Regions from separate parts of the Columba livia genome. Here region 1 is linked to region 2. A link is a contact called in public Hi-C data. All regions are on one chromosome and are shown on one strand. The core of a region is the stretch at or near the end of the contact, and the rest is flanking DNA. Distances in the headings are between cores, read along the strand shown.

Region 1 (4,544 bases), core at 563-3,062, 170 kb before region 2:
CTGCGGAAGGGGATATAAATTTCGACTGTGTTTGATATGCATGTTTGAGGTTTTTTGGTTAGTGATAAACTTTCAACTTCTCTCTCCCTAATCAGGAGAAATCTGCACTTGAAATCAAGAGTGGTGTGCAGCTGCAGTTTACAGACCCGGCCTCTGAAAGCAGAAGATTCTGCCGTACACATTTTGTGGTTTCAGTGAACGTACTCATATCGTTGCCTTGTGTATATTAAACATTAAAAACTGTAATTGATCATAATTCTGCGGAAATGTTCTTCGTAGCCACTTTGTATAGAATTGTAATGCTAGGAAATGAAATAGATGGTAATTAACATATGGGGCACGAGCAGCCAAACAGTGCCTGTTGCTCTCTTCTTAAGCAGCGCTCTGTATAGCTACAGGTTCGTGTTCTTTCAGGGAACTTGGCTGTGTTTTCCTGTTCCTCAGATTTAGAAAAAATTAAACTGAACTTCAAAAGTAGAAGACTATTAGTCAGTTCATGCATACATTAACCCTTTAATGCTCACCATACATTTTGTGCAGTTTCCTAGGAAAATCAAGGGAAATTTATGTGTAATATTGCAAGTCTTCAGGCCTGCTTCCACGTGTTTTTGTATTATGTTTTAGCCAATGGTTTATTTTTCTCATATATTTAGTATTATATTGTTAACTAATATTTTGTTGCCACAAAATGAAGGCTTAGTTCTTTTGCTGATGTAATAAATCAGCCTATGTGGTTATATGGACCTGAGACCATTCTGACTTGGAGATAGGAATTATATGAAAATTTGTAAAAAGATAATATATTAAACCCCACAGTTTTTGCTAAGTTAACATGAACTAAATGGCAGATAAGAATGATTTTTGTCTGTGGTAGTGTTCAATATTTTATCTGTACCTTAAGGGAAACTTTTACAAAGTCAAATCTGGATACCTTTTTCATATATGGAATTTCTGATTTAAGTTGTGCAACAGACATCTTCAGCTCTATGTGGATTAGTAACAGCTACCTGAAGTCTTTGTGTCAAATCCAGAACTTTGTGGCTAAAAGCATCAGTCAAAACATGAAAGTATGCTAAAATCCTCTCACTTGCATGGACAAAGGAGTTGGGCAGCTCAGAGTTAATACTTCAAATCCTCTTGTTTTGGAGATGCGCTTTACTGTTCGCATGCAAGATCAACTTTTTCGAGTCCTCCCACACACTTGATTTGTGAGACCCTTAATCTGCCAAAGAGGCAGGTCAGGCCAGTCTGCGAACTGCTGAGCCTGTGCAGGTCCCCTTGTAGTTGCTTGTGCTGTTTATGCTTCAGGCGGGCCCTGGAAACACTGTGGGTTAAAAGGTAACGTTAGTCTGAACTCATCCTCTCAGTAAGCTAAAATGTGGTGCTTTATTTTAGCTAATGTACGATACTTGATGTTGCGCTGGATTCTAATTGGAGTCAAACAGGTTGTGGAGTTTTATTGCAATTTTTTTAAAAAGGAGATGGTCATTGAAATTGATTCTGTAAGTTATCAGTGAAGCATTAAAATGATAGATTATAGTCTTCAGATCTTTTACTACTTTAATTTATCAAGTGTACTTGTGAATTGTGTACAGAATGTGAAGCGTTAATATCAGGGCCAGAAAAGCTCCTTCTCACTTGTTAACCTGGCAGCATAATAGATCTGCCCACTGAAACGTCTTTTTATTAATTAAGTAATTCCGAATTCCACGAACACCTACTTTCTGTGGGGGGAGGAAATCCCCTGTTTCGTTGAGATGAAGTGTGTATTTGCAAAACTTTGATTTAGGACAGGACCAACGCGGGGCTGGGTCGGGAGCGGCTCCGTGGGCAGCCGGGGCGCGGGGGAAGGGAAGAGGCTGCCCTGCGCGGCTTTCCGCGGCCCTGCGCGGCCTTGCGCTGCACTGCGCGCCCGCGGCGGTAGGTGGCAGCAAATTTTCATGGCAGGGTCGGAAGCCGAGCCCGTCCCCTTCCCCCTTCCGTGCGCGGCCGCCGCGTTTCCAGGAGAGGGAGTCCTTCCCCAAGCCATGAGCCGCGGGCCCGCCGAGCGCTGCCTCTGCTGGGTGGTGGCAGTCGGAGAAATCGCGAGTCTTTTGTCTGTAGTTCTCTTTTAGGGCTTTTCACCCCTCTTAGTACATGGGGGGAGGTGTGTGTGTGTGTGGGGGGGGGGAATAAACAAACTGCCTTAATAATTCAAAGCGTGAAGGATGTCCTGAAACTCACTTGAAGTGTCTTGGAATAAACCAGCAATGGACCACAGATGAATTGTTTACTTTAAATCTGTGCAAATACCATAACCTTTTTTGGATAAAAAAAATCTCCTTCCATACTACTTGAACAAAACTCAATGGTAGAAAATGCTAATTGCTTTATTTTTGTTGTTTACTTAGGTTGCACTTGCATTCTGTGAATAGTAAAACAGCTCAGTTTTTGAAAGGTGATTATAAGTCGCATTTTGTATAGCGTTCTACTTGATTATTTGCTCTGTTCTGGATTTGTACTATACTGCCATTAGATCTTACAATAATGTTCTACTCTGCAAATTTTTAAGGTTCAAATAAAGTTTAATTGTTTGCAAACTGTTATGATGCTAATAATTCAACAGCCTGCTGTGTTACTAATGAAATTACTTTGTTATGATTAATTTGGAAAATAGTGTGTTGATTGTAGTAATTAAGCACAACAAGGTGAAGTAAATGATTCTAATGCCATCTGGCCTCCAGACTGAATGAAGAAATGAAATGGGGCTGTCATTTGAATTTATTCAGAGAAGTAAGGGTAATACAAATGGTTTTTATAGCAGAGGCACCCGGATATAATAATGTCACACTCTAGTATTTTTTCATGTACTTCTCTATACAGACAACTGGTTCATGTATTTTCCTAGCATCTAGTTAGGATATACCTCTTTGTGCATGCTGCCGCTAATTACCTGTACTGAGGGTAGTGTATGCACTGGTTCTTTCGTCAGAGAGATCTATGGATAAGATTTAGGGAAGTGATGTGCATCAACTTACCTTTTGCTCCTCCATTAATAATAAAAACTTCTTGTGACTGGAATTAAGCAGAATGTGAATGCTAATTAGGATGCCATTCTATATGTGAAGCCAAATGCATAAAGTTTCTTCTTTTTGGCTCTACAGCCTGAGCATGACACAGCATTAGAAGAAGTGTAAAGAATAACCCTTTAGAACCTGATCCAAAGACTTTTGAAACTGAGCAGCCATTGAATTTGGTTGCTTCTGGATCAGGCTCTCAAAACTGTAACTCAAAACCCGGCAATACAATTTCAAAGTGCCTTTTGCTGAATACTCTTTGTCCTCTTTCTGAAAGAGATGCAATTATTTCCGTAAGCTGAACTAAACAAAAGAAAGGCACAGGCTTCTCCGTAGCCAAAAGACTACATTTCATCCATTTTTCTATCTCGGGTAAAGCAAAACAAACTTGTGGCTGTATATCAGAGTCCTGGCTTGATAAAGTTCACTGGGATCTGTAGGAAAGCTGTAAAATATTAAAACATGCATGACAGTAGCCAGGTAGATGACAATGTCGTGCTTTTCAGATGCATGAGCCATTCGATGTTTCTCTCCTCTCCCTCAGCTTGATGAAAAATTTATTAATATGTAACTGTGGGAATAAGCATATGCATGGAAACCTTATAAACAACTTTCTACTCTACATAGCACAATGTACTGATAAAGTGTAAGACCTTCACTTACCAGGGTTTCTCTGAAGCTGACATTTTTCAGACAAGTGTCTGCTTAATTCCACCTTTATTTAGAAAAACTGACAGTGAGCTCAGTGAAGAGTGCTCTGCCAAAGCTGCATCTCTGTCCTAGAGTTCATTTCCTGTTTCTCAGGATCCCATGTCTTGCTGTGAGGGACCAACACCAACCAACTTCACACTGCGGACTTAAAATTGTGGATTCAAGCTGGGTGTAAGCACAGTATTTCATGCTTCTGGGATGAAATTGTGACTTGACCAGTCTCTTCTTCCTACTGGAAAAAGTAAAGGGGGGCTGAGGTGGTGACAGGATGTGCAGGTCAAAGGGATTCTGCTTTTCTAATCCAACCGCGTTGTGCCAATACATATATTTTTTTCCCCCTTTAAATTGTGAAGCAAATCAGGCAGTGATAAGCCATGAATTGTTACATCATAGCCTTTTATGGATTTGTTTAGGAGAGATTTTTGTAATGGGATCTAGACAATTCTGTTTCTGCTGCCTGGAATTTTCCTTAGTCCAAATGACCAGACTGAGAAATTCACAGGAAGCTGGGTTCAAAGCAAAGTAGAGGAAAAACCTCTGCACCTGAAAGCAATGCCAACACAAGGCAAATTTAAAACTGTAAATTTCAGCTTCTTCCTAGCCTTTTGGGATGAACAAGTATTTTGATTAACAGGAATAACTTAAAAATCTAAGGTGTCTTCTTGTGGCAATGTGTGGAAGAATAAAGTACAACAGTGCAGGCAGTCTAAGAAGAGCTGCTGGTAGATGAAGAGGCAGGTAGTTTCATATGCCACGAAAACCCAATCTTTTTATTTT
Region 2 (4,826 bases), core at 795-3,294:
CTCGATGTTATTACTATTACAACAATGCCTAGAAATGGGATGAGGGCCCTCCCCAGCCAGGGACTGTGAAAAAACATAGTGAGGAGTTGTCACAAACTAGAAGACAAAGCGAGTTTTCTTACTCTTGTCTTTGTACGTGGCAAATTGAGGCACATCATGTGCAGAGTCACCCCTGCCACGGCTGTGTGGAGGCCTGTCCTTGCCCCCAGACCTGGCCCTTACCTACCCTGAGCATCATTTTCTCCTCTGGGGAGGACATCAAGGCCCAAGCTGGAAGACAGGTACCTCCTGGTCCTCTCTTCCCCAGGATTACAACCCAAACCCCTCTATCTCTAAATCCCTCCAGCCCTCGGCAGCTTCTAGCCCACTCCCAGAGCCTCTGCTGCCATGGCCCCAAGTGCTCGGTGGCTGCCAGGAGGCTCCATCTGAAAGTCTGGCTGAGAGGCACCAAGGCCCACACTGATGCTGTGGACCTGCCCTTCAGGCACCTTCTCTTTCCACCATGCCAGGGCTGCCTTCATGACGCTTTCATTGCCATGGGGCCAGGAAAGTCACACTCCGGTGCCTCTGCTCTCCAGGGTATGTCCCTCCTCTCCCTCCCCTGCTCTGCTCCATACATTAATATATTTCTCACTTTTTTTTTTTCCTTTTGGTATTTATTTTTTTTTCTTTTTGCTTTCCCATTACCCCTTTAATGCAGAGCAGGGCTGCTGATTACAAAAGAGGCAGCTTGACTCCAGCAATAGGTCTTCTTCACTAATCCTCACTGTCATGGAAATTCCAGCTGCTACAAGAATAAGAGGCTCAATCCATATTTGCCAGCTCTAATATGAAATCTGTCAGGGCCCAAATTAATGAGTTCCAAATTCCTTACATCACGATAACAGGTTAAGACTGGTCAATTAATTACATAAATCCTTCCCGATTCATTGTGCATTTTCAGGCGAGATTGTGTCTTACATAACTGGGTGACACAAGGCCTTTTGGCTCTTGTTGTTCCGCAGAAAGGCCTCCATTTAAGTGCAGCCTGCCTGCCACAGAGGCTGCTAAATGTCACGCCTCGGCTTGGCGCCGACCCCTAATTGCTTTTGTATAAAAATATATAAAATTCAATAAAATAAATTATTTTTTAAAATTGCAGAGCCGGGTGCTGCCGTACCGTGGGGGCTGGTGCGTGGGGGGCGGCGGGGGCTTCCCCGTGGGGAGGCAGGTGCAGCACCCCCTGCCGCGGCTGAGCCCCATTCCCCCCGCGGTGGGCGCGTCCCTGTTTTGCCTGGTTGCGGAGCGGCGCGGCTACGGGAGGGGCACAGGGATGAGGGGTGAGGAGCGGCAAACCCGAGAAATAAATGAAAAATACGTTATCACCCCGCGGAAAGCCGCGGAGGTCAAGCGCGCTGCCAGAGAAGGGGTGGCCGCCCCGCTCCGCGCCCCGCCCGGTGCGCGCTTCTCGCTGACCCACAGCGCCCCCTGGCGGCGCGGCACGGCCGGCTAGGGGGGGCGCGGTTTGCGCGGGGGAGGTGGTGGGAGGTAGCCCGGGACGCAGCTACAGGATGCCGCGGGGGGACGGGGAAGGATGCGCGGAGCCGGTCTCCGCGCCGCCCCGTGGAGAGAGCCGGGCCGGCGCCTTCCGCGGGTATGCGGCGGTGCGGAAGCGCGGGGCGGCCCGCCCCCTCGCCCGCCCGCTTCCCCCCGCCGTTGCCACGGGTCGCGGTTGCCACGAGTTACCGGATCGAGGCCGGGCGGCTCCGCTCCCTGACAGCCGCCCCCCTGCCACCGCGGGGACGCGCGGGCACACGCGTGCGCGCACAGCGCCGCCGCCATCCGCGCCGTGCGCGGGGGGGGGCGGCAGGGGCGGAGCGGGGCGGAGAGGACGGCGGCCCAGGTAAGGCTCTCGCCCCGCTCCGCTCCGCGGCCGGCGGCCCCAGGGCAGGGCCGGGAGGGGATGGGGCGCGGGGAAGGGCCGGGCCGGGGTGCGGCGGGGAGCGGCGCTCCGGCCTCCTGGGGGGCGACCTGCGGCGCCGCTGCCTTTCCTTTTTTGTTGTTTTCTTTCCCTTTTTCCTTCCAAGCGCGGTGCCCGCTGGAGCGGCCGCTGCCGGGCGGCAGAGCCCTGCGAGCAGCCGGCGGTGCCGCTCGACCTCGGAGCGCCGAGGAGAAGCGCTCGCCGGCCCCTGCGCGGCAGCTCCAGCCGCGATCACACACACGCGCACACGCGTGGGACGGGTGGCTCGCAAAATTAAGAAATCATGGGCTTAAAGGAGAAAGTTTTATTTCTGCCCTGTTTTATTTTATAAGGGCGCTTGAATTGTTTTCTAAGGAGGTTTTATTCCAGAAGGCAAAGAAGCAACGTTAACACGCTACAGCGTATTTTTAACACCCTAGAAGAGAATAACTGTGTCTCTCCTAAAGCATTTAGGCCTTCTATGGAAATAATGAACTCGATACTGGAAATAATGATTTACGGTTCTGCAACAGTGTAAAAACGTAGCGGGTGAAAATCCCCTGCCTTAAATTCTCCCTGGGCATCAGCACCACTCCTGCGGTTACAGAGAGATAGACGAGTTCTATTCTCCTCACCCCCGAGCATGCTGACTTAATCTAGACCTTGTATTTCACAGTAGAGCAAGGCACGAGTAGTATGTAGATATTAGATATTGCTCTGCAAAAAAAACTGAATACAGTACATGTCAAAAAAATACTTGGACACAATTTTGCAGAGTTAGATGGTGGGGAATTTGAGAGTGGAAATTTCCTCAATGCTTATAAAACCGCACTGCTATTTAAATGGAAATTATTTCCAAAAGATAATTTTTTCTCATATTTCTTGAAAACATATTCCAATGACACTGTAAGTAACAGGTTGCCTAATACTAGTTTACAATATCATGAAGTTACATTATAGAATTTGATAGCATATATGGTGAGTTATTTTCAAGTGTTTATATTAAAAAAAAAAAACAAAACATGACTATATATATATATACACGCATATCACAAAAATAATTGAACAGTAATTACACATGGTAAGTCATGAACTGTTTAGGAAATTTATATTGAAATAAATCTTACTGGCAGGTTTAAACACAAGATAGAAAGCAGTAACTTGTTTTATTTAATCACTTAAAAATGAGAATAAAAAGTTACAAGCAAAAAACTTAAGCTTTTGGGTGCAGAATTATTGCAATTAGATATAAATTAGCAATAGTAATTAGATGATATTATAAACTAGATATTAGCCTCTTTAAAAAACTAGCAGGAAATATCAGCATTATTTCAAAACTAAAAAATTTGAATCAAAATACCAGTGATCAACTTAATCAAAATATATTACATAGTGTTGAAAAAAAAAAAAAAATCACCAAATCACTGAAGTCACAAAATACATTAAAAATAATATTTTTTACATTCAAATTTCTAACACATTCAGATGTTCCAAACTAAACACTGTCTTAAAGCATATATATGCAGTTACAAATGGCTGATACACAAAGACAACATACTAGAGCACAGAATACTTTTTCTTCCCCTTTAATAACAAAAAATCCAGTAGCACTGGCTATACCAGCAACATTCAAAAATAAGTATTTAAACAAATTTCTGTGAAAGCTGGGAAGAAACTTGTGTTATAGCGGTCTTAGAATTTTTTGAACAGAGTGACAAAGTAAATAACAGAACAACAACAGAACTACTAGAAAACAAATATTTATTTCAGAAACATCTTCATTTGTGAAACAGTCACTGACATACAGATAAGCTCCTAGAATGAAAAAAAGAAAAAAAGCCACAAAGGCTCCCAAAACTTTTTATTTCTGTTATTTTCATTGAATATCGAGGACTTGTTAGTAGGCCAGAATTGTAAAGTGCTTCAACAGTTTAGCTCAATGTTTTAGAACAAAATAAAAAACCACTAACCTGACACTGTGTTAAATAAAAACACTAATATTTTTCTCAGACATTATTCCAGTTTTGTTTTTATATTTTCTCCTTCTTTTAAATAAATTTGCTAAACACTTTTTCTTGTAACGTGCTATCTTTAAAAAAAAAGTCAAGTCATCAATATCTCTGCCTGGCAATAACAGCTATTTTTTAAGCTACTTTGAGTGATAACTTGTTGCTTTAATTAAATATCACTTTTACATTAAAGTAGCTTCGCTGCTAACTCACACACAAGCTGAGAAGGTGACTATATCTATTTGTGCAATTCAATAAGATCAAGAAAAAAGAAACGTATATTTATCCTATAAAAGTGTTACCATCAACAAAATACAGTGGCTTAAAGTAATTACCTAAGAGATGTTATCCTCAGGCTATTAAAACATGTTTCTAAAATTACACAGATTCCCAGCTGGATGCTTTAAAAAAGCATGCCCACACACGCCTGTGATAACCTTTATTATCTGACCATTTAATAATCTATTGCTTCTGTAATTCACATGCTCCTTCTTTGAAAAACTTCACTGAATTCTTAAAAAAAGGGAATTACCTATCTACATATAGTTATATCTATTTCTAGGCTGGTAGCTACAACACTGAAGTTCATCAGAGCTTTGCTAGGGTGATCAGACCCCCGAGCTCTTTTTAATAGCAGTTAAATGTCAAATATAAATACAACACCACGATGAAACATATTCCTTTGACAGAATCTGGGACAAGACACTACACAGCTGCTGTTAACAATAAAGAACAAAACTGGCATTTAATCAAAATAAACGTTGGTGCTTACAAAGTTGTGTTCAAGTCTGCCTTTTATTTGTGAAAAAGTCGATATTCCAGCATTTTAACTACAGCCACAATGAAATCAGCAGCTCCTGTTAATCCCAAATTGTGGA

Evidence for each region. Hi-C and Micro-C count contacts between places; a contact is called where the count stands out from the background.
Region 1: a contact with region 2 is called in a Hi-C map of crop, with 8 times the contacts expected there. The contact joins two enhancer-like sites. A contact is called at or near these places in 2 of 2 Hi-C or Micro-C datasets (crop and liver).

Annotation. Positions count from the first base shown.
Region 1 is chr2:36,070,664-36,075,207 of bColLiv1.pat.W.v2, reverse strand. SKAP2 (src kinase associated phosphoprotein 2) reads left to right here. Exons shown (of 11, transcript XM_065051387.1): 11 at 96-2,579. Among named protein-coding and RNA genes, the nearest start is that of SKAP2, 120 kb to the left of the region's middle. Within about 2 kb of position 1,812, at least 2 of the 3 cell types and tissues checked have an H3K27ac peak away from gene starts, as active enhancers do.
Region 2 is chr2:35,905,394-35,910,219 of bColLiv1.pat.W.v2, reverse strand. SNX10 (sorting nexin 10) reads right to left here. Exons shown (of 7, transcript XM_065051365.1): 7 at 3,074-4,826. Among named protein-coding and RNA genes, the nearest start is that of SNX10, 40 kb to the right of the region's middle. Within about 2 kb of position 2,044, at least 3 of the 3 cell types and tissues checked have an H3K27ac peak away from gene starts, as active enhancers do.